2 separate regions of the Sus scrofa genome follow, and region 1 is linked to region 2. A link is a contact called in public HiChIP or PLAC-seq data. All regions are on one chromosome and are shown on one strand. Each heading gives the region's core, a stretch centred on a gene start, on an enhancer-like site or on the middle of the called end of the contact. The rest is flanking DNA. Distances are from core to core; before and after follow the strand shown. Region 1 holds the start of PPIF (peptidyl-prolyl cis-trans isomerase F, mitochondrial). Region 2 overlaps ZMIZ1 (zinc finger MIZ domain-containing protein 1).

The links. HiChIP or PLAC-seq counts read pairs in DNA pulled down with a chosen protein or histone mark.
Region 1: a contact with region 2 is called in an H3K27ac HiChIP or PLAC-seq map of alveolar macrophages. The contact joins the promoter of PPIF here to the enhancer-like site in region 2. A contact is called at or near these places in 1 of 5 promoter capture datasets (liver), 6 of 47 Hi-C or Micro-C datasets (blood, embryonic fibroblasts, epiblast stem cells and 3 more) and 1 of 2 datasets of contacts at active chromatin or transcription factors (alveolar macrophages).

The regions. Positions count from the first base shown.
Region 1 is chr14:81,673,211-81,676,327 of Sscrofa11.1, forward strand. It overlaps PPIF (peptidyl-prolyl cis-trans isomerase F, mitochondrial), which reads left to right and starts at 1,461. Exons shown (of 6, transcript XM_021073635.1): 1 at 1,461-1,753; 2 at 3,014-3,044. The coding sequence starts at 1,559.
Region 2 is chr14:81,623,037-81,625,895 of Sscrofa11.1, forward strand. It overlaps ZMIZ1 (zinc finger MIZ domain-containing protein 1), which reads left to right. Exons shown (of 26, transcript XM_013983374.2): 11 at 1,005-1,203; 12 at 2,167-2,439. Among named protein-coding and RNA genes, the nearest start is that of TRNAK-UUU, 23 kb to the left of the region's middle. Within about 2 kb of position 1,530, at least 5 of the 83 cell types and tissues checked have an H3K27ac peak or open chromatin away from gene starts, as enhancers often do. A contact at or near this core is called in alveolar macrophages, where this site is marked.

The DNA.
Region 1 (3,117 bases), core at 211-2,710, 50 kb after region 2:
CATTTCCCAGGACAGGGTGAGATCCCATTCTGGGCTGGGACCTGGGAAGCATCTGGACTCCAGGGTACAGCTGGGACATCATGTTGCTTGGGTCAACATTTTGCTGCCAGACCCCATCCCAAGAACTGATTCAGGGTCTGGAGCAGGTCAGTCTAGAACTGGTCCCAGCTCAAGCCCACCTGACTCCAAGGCTCAGCCCCTACCCTCTTTTCTAGCTCTTCAAAACTCTGAGCCACTGCAGCTGTGGCCCACTGCTATCTGAGCCCCAAACCCTGGGCAAAGTATAGACTCTGACTATCACTGATGCTTACAGCACAGTACTTAGCAGTTGACCAAGTTCTCTCTGTCTTGTTCTTTTTATCCTTGGAACAGACCTGGAAAACAAGTGGGGTAGGAATTAACATCACACCTATTCTGCAGAGGAGAAACTGAGGCCCAGAGAGAGGAGTCTGGGAGGACCGGTACAGGCTGGCAGTGGGGACTTCATGGTTCCCCTACTTCTGGGCAGCACCTTCCTGTCTCTGGGCCTCAGTTGTTCATCTGGAAAGTGTAGGTGTTGGCTCAGATGCTCTCTCAGGACCCCTGCCTGTCACTCATTTCCTGTAGGCTTCCCATGCCCCCCAGGCTCCAGTGAAGCCCACCTCAGCTTGTGGGGTAAATCTGCACAGTGGTAGCTCACACCCAGTTCCCCTCCTCTTCCCGTCTTACCTTTCCTCTCTTCCTTGCACCTCTTATGGATTGGCCCCTGTGCTATGTTACCTGCAGGAGCAGTTTCTCAGTGAGTGGGGGTAGAAGGGGAACCCTGGTTGCTGGGAACTAGGGCTGTCAGTCTGTGGGGTTGGGGAGGGGGAGATTCAGACCCAGTCCTGGTGGAGGACTGGGGGCCTGGTGGGAGCATGACAGGCTCAGGCTGAGTCTAGAGGGGGGACTGGTTTCTAGAAGCATTTGGAGACAAGCCCGGGCTAGGACAGGAATGCCTGAGGTCACCATGGGAGGTGTCTTGATCTCCTCCTGCCACTTCTCACTCTAATCCCGCATCTCATCTCCAACTTTCTTTGATTGACACTCAGTGCCACCTTTTCTCTTGGTCTGTACCTGTTCGCGGGGCCTATGGCAGGAGGGGCTGCCTATACAAAAGGCTCAAATGTAGACTTTTGTTATATTCAAATGAAAACACAGTACTCGCATTTTGGAGTTAGCCACTTTTTAGGATCCCCCCCGCCCGCTTTTTTTTTTTTTTTTTCCTATCTATTGGGACCCTCACAAAATGTCACCGGCCTCCTTTTGCAAGGTCGTGTCTAACTCTCAGGTCTCTAGCCCTGGTGTGGGTGTATTTAAAGGATTTTAGGCTAGCCGCTGTGCTTCCCGCTGGGGCCGGCAGAGGACAAGAGCGGACAGGCTGAAGGGGGCGTGGCGGAGGCGGGGCCCAGAGGCCGCCTGAGCCAATAAAGGCGGCGGCGCGCGGTCCCAGCTGACTCGGCCGCTCTGGGCGTGCGTGGTTCTCTTTGCTGTAGTCTCCGCTTGTCCTGGAGCTCTTGCACTCCGACCCGCGCTCACCATGCTGGCGCTGCGCAGCAGTCCCCGCTTGCTCCGTCTGCTCTCCGGCCCGCGCTCCGCGCCGCTGCGCCTCTCCGCAACCCGCGCCTGCAGCAGCGGCGGCGACTCCGGTGACCCGTCCTCTTCCGCCAGGAACCCGCTTGTGTACCTGGACGTGGGCGCGGACGGGCAGCCGCTGGGCCGCGTGGTTCTGGAGGTGAGACCACTGGACAGGACCGCGCTGGACTGAGAGTGAGGGACGGTCCCGGAAGAGCCCTGGACTCCGGGCCGGCGCTGTGTCTGGCTCGCTGTGTGACCTTGCTTCCTGCTCTGGGCCTCAGTTTCCCCATCTCTAAGAAGAGGCATCAGATTGGTCTCTCCGGGCCTCCCCTCGGATCTTTAGACCAATGGAAGTGGGGCGGGGGGAAGGTGGGGGAGGGCGCCCGTGGAGGAGAAAGCTCAAGGTCAGAATGTAGGCAGGAGGGCCTGTCCCGGCAGGCCGGCTCCGAGTTTGGGGAAGGGCTCCGAGATCTCACGGGGTGGGAGCGCAGGCCCAGAGCTCTGAGGTGGGTGTCGGGGTGGAGGGGGCAGGCTCTCCAGGATCCAGGCGGCTGACCCGCTGTGCGCTCACGTGGCGGCCCTTGCATAAGATGGAGCGTCCCCGGCCCTGCTCCTGCCATGGGGCGCATGGTTGAGCAAAGGTGCTTTGGGGCCGCCTCCTCTCCTGGTGGGTGCTGGCTGGGCCGGCCGCGGCCCCAGGAGTCGGGACCCTGTGTTCAGAACTCTTTGCCCCAACGCCAACCTGTCACCTTCCCAGGGTAACGCTTAGTGCCTGCCCCTGACTCTTTGGGCCTTTTTTTTTTTTTTTTTTAAAGCAGGGAACAAATATGTAGTCTGGAAGGTAACAGAGGGAACGCTCCTGTGTAGTTCTTGAGCCTGGCCTGCTTTTGAACACAGGCGCCTCAAGCCTCTGTTTCTTCTTCCGGAAAATGGAAAGCACCCATTTATTTTAAAGGTTTGGCACCAGGGCAGCTCTTGAAGCTGGGAAGCAAGAGGCTGGCTTGAATGGGGCTCCGGCCTCCCCCCTTTCCACCAGCCTCCTGCCTCTCTCTGAGCCTCAGTTTCCCATCTGCCCATTGAGGAGCTTGGGGGGCCCTCTCTCCAGGCCCTGAGTCTCTGATGCTTTGGGCCCAGCTGAAGTAGCTCTGCTAGGTCTGCCTCTAGAAGCAGGCCAAGATGGTGTTGTCATCTCTTCTGACAGGTTAGGAAATCGAGGCTGCCTCCTGCCAGCCCTGGGTTGAGGAAGCAGCTGGCAGAAGTGATAGCCACAGTGGCTTCCCACGGAGGGCTGGGAGTGACAGAGGGCTGGGAGTGACAGGAATGGTGCTCTCTTTGTCTTTCCTGGGCCTCCGTGGGAGTTGGGTCCTTCCTTCACCTGCCTCTGGACTGATGTCCTGCCCTCTTTCTCTCCCCACAGCTGAAGGCAGATGTCGTCCCAAAGACAGCAGGTAAGGCAGGGCCTGGGCCCTTCTGAGTCTGGTCTGGATGCAAGAGAGGGTGGGATGGCTAGAGGAGTTGGGG
Region 2 (2,859 bases), core at 280-2,779:
AGCTGAGTGGTGTTCTGATGGCTCCCAAGTCCATGGGCATCGAAGGACTACATTCGAATTCTTCGAAATGACCCTTCTCTGCATCGTATCTTTATAAGCTGAAAGATGCTAGGAGAGCAGCTCCAGACGGGGTTCAGGAGGGTCAGCTCTGTCCTGCTGCTTGTGGAGGCAGAACTCTGAGGGGAATGGGAATCCCTTGATTCAAGAGTCAGGGAGGGAGAGGGCAAGGAACCTCAGGAAAGCACTCCAGGGACATGGAGTGGGGCAGAAGCGCCCCATGCCTCCTCCTGCCATCTGTCCTGCTCTGTCCAAGGCTTCCTCTTAGCCTCACCCCTCCCCAGCTCCCAGGGCTGACTTTAGCCCTGCCAGGCGTCAGCACAATGGAGTTGAGTGGTGAAACATAACTGCAACCCCACCCTGCCATCCACTGCTGCAGGCCTTGGGTCAGTTGCTTGGCTTCTCTGAGACTAGGTGTCTCCTCTAGAAGACAGACTGACTGGGGTGGCCGAGGATACCGTGAGCTAGTGCATAAGAGCAATCACCATCTGGCACCCAGCTGAAGCTCCAGGAACCCAGCAAGCTGGTGGTTGCCAAGTGGCATGAAGGACACCCACTCATAGGAGGCCCCTGTCCCCTCTGGGTTCTGAGTCTAGACCTCCCCACTCTGTGAGCTGTGGGCAGGAGGGTCTGGAATGGCCTGACCTCTCCTTCCCTGCCCAAGCCTGGTCATGGGTTCATCTTTATTTTGTTTATTATTTTTTTCTTTTTTGACTACCCTGTGGCATATGGAATTCCTGGGCCAGGGATCAGATCCAAGCCACGATTGTGATCTATGCCACAGCTGCCGCAACATCAGATCCTTGAACCCATGTGCTTGGCTGGGGATCGAACCTGCGTCCTGGTGCTGCAGAAACAATACCAATCCCATCGTGCCACAGCAGGAACTCCATGAGTTCATCTCTAGATTCTGGCAACATCTAATTTCCTTCTTCTCTCCCTCGCAGTTACCCTGGGGGCCCTAGTGCCCCTGCAGGCATGGGCATCCCTCCGCACACCAGGCCGCCTGCTGACTTCACTCAGCCAGCAGCTGCCGCAGCAGCAGCTGCAGTGGCAGCGGCAGCAGCCACAGCCACGGCCACAGCTACGGCCACTGTGGCAGCCTTGCAGGAAACACAGAACAAGGATATAAACCAGTATGGACCGGTAAGGGCCGCACTAGTCCTGGTCCACTCAGCCAGGCAGACAGCCCCGGGAATCGGAGTTGGGGTGTTGGTGTCTGTGTGTGCTGGGAAGAGCTGATGGTGCATTTGGGTTTTCTCAGAAGCACATGGAGAGGTGTGTGTTAGGGTGTGGGCATGTCAGTGCAGTTGAGTGTGGGGCTGGGGGTGTTTGGGAGCGTGTATTCTGTGTGGACTGGTGGCTTGTGTGTGTCTCTTTATGGGGAAAGACGATCCATATTGCAGTCTGAGCGCCTACTCACCAAAGAGCGGGCTGTGTCTAAAGTAGCCTTGTCACCAGTCTGTGCCCCCTGGTGGCCTCTGAAGTCCATTGTTCTCCAGTCATCCCATCTGTGGAATCGGCCCAGGTCCCAGTTCTGCTCTCCTGACCTTCAAAAGGATGGGAAGTGGTGTGAGGAGAGGGGAGCCCCCACAGAAGTGCAAGATGGGCATGGAGGTGGGGATTGCAGGATGGGGACAGTGAGGCAGGTGGGCAGAGGTGGGACCTGAGGCCGCCTCACACTTTGTGGATGGAGGATGTGTGCCTGATGGCCGAGGAACAAAGACGGGGCCAGGCTTCCAGGAAAGAGGCTCGTGCCTCCATCCTCATCCACCTCCATTCTCCCATGCCCTTCCCCACCCCTGCACCCTCTTTCCCATACCCTGCCTGCCTCCCTGGAAATGCTGCCTGTGCATTGGAGTGACTGCGCCCCACCCCAAACACCCCTCAGCTGCGTCTTTCCTGTGTGGCCTGCAGAGGGCAGCAGTGAGCCCAGAAGGCCAGTGGTCCTTTGGGGCCTGGTCACCAGCTGCAACCGTGCAGGAAAGAGGCTCCCCCTCACCCCAAACCCCCCACTCCCCCCACCCTTCCCTCCCTGCACTTTCAATGCATGTGGCATTTTATTCTTTTTTTTTTCTTCTCCCGTTGAAGGTCTGTTCCTCTTTCCAGATGGGTCCCACCCAGGCGTATAACAGCCAATTCATGAACCAGCCCGGGCCTCGGGGGCCTGCCTCCATGGGGGGCAGCATGAACCCCGCAAGCATGGCGGCTGGCATGACACCCTCGGGGATGAGCGGCCCTCCCATGGGCATGAATCAACCCCGGCCACCCGGCATCAGCCCCTTTGGCACACACGGGCAGCGGATGCCCCAGCAGACCTACCCGGGCCCCCGGCCCCAGTCCCTTCCCATTCAGAGCATAAAGAGGCCATACCCGGGAGAGGTGAGTGTGACAGCAGGCGGGTGGTGGGCAGGTGGGAGGTGGGGAGGAGCTGGGGCTTAAAGACACAGGTGCTGTGGGCAGTACCTTGAAAAGGGCATGGGTTGACCTTCAGGGAAACTGGACCAAAAGGCAGAGAGCCTTAGGAGGTAGGGTCCTGAGGTGCTCCTGAGTTAAGGTCAGCTCTGCCATTTCCTGGCTGGAAAGTCATGTCGCTTCTTTGAGTCTCTGCTTTTTCTTTCCTAAAAGGCAATGACAGTTCAACCCACCTGCTGGGGCTGCTTGGGAGTCTTGAATGAGGGGGTGTACTTGAAGTGCCTGGCCTGGGGTGGGGATAGGCAGGCACTTAGATAATAGCCGCTGTTAGCATTCTCTCCTGTCTTAGTGCAGACAATAACTGGGTGACTTTGGGTCCACGTTCCT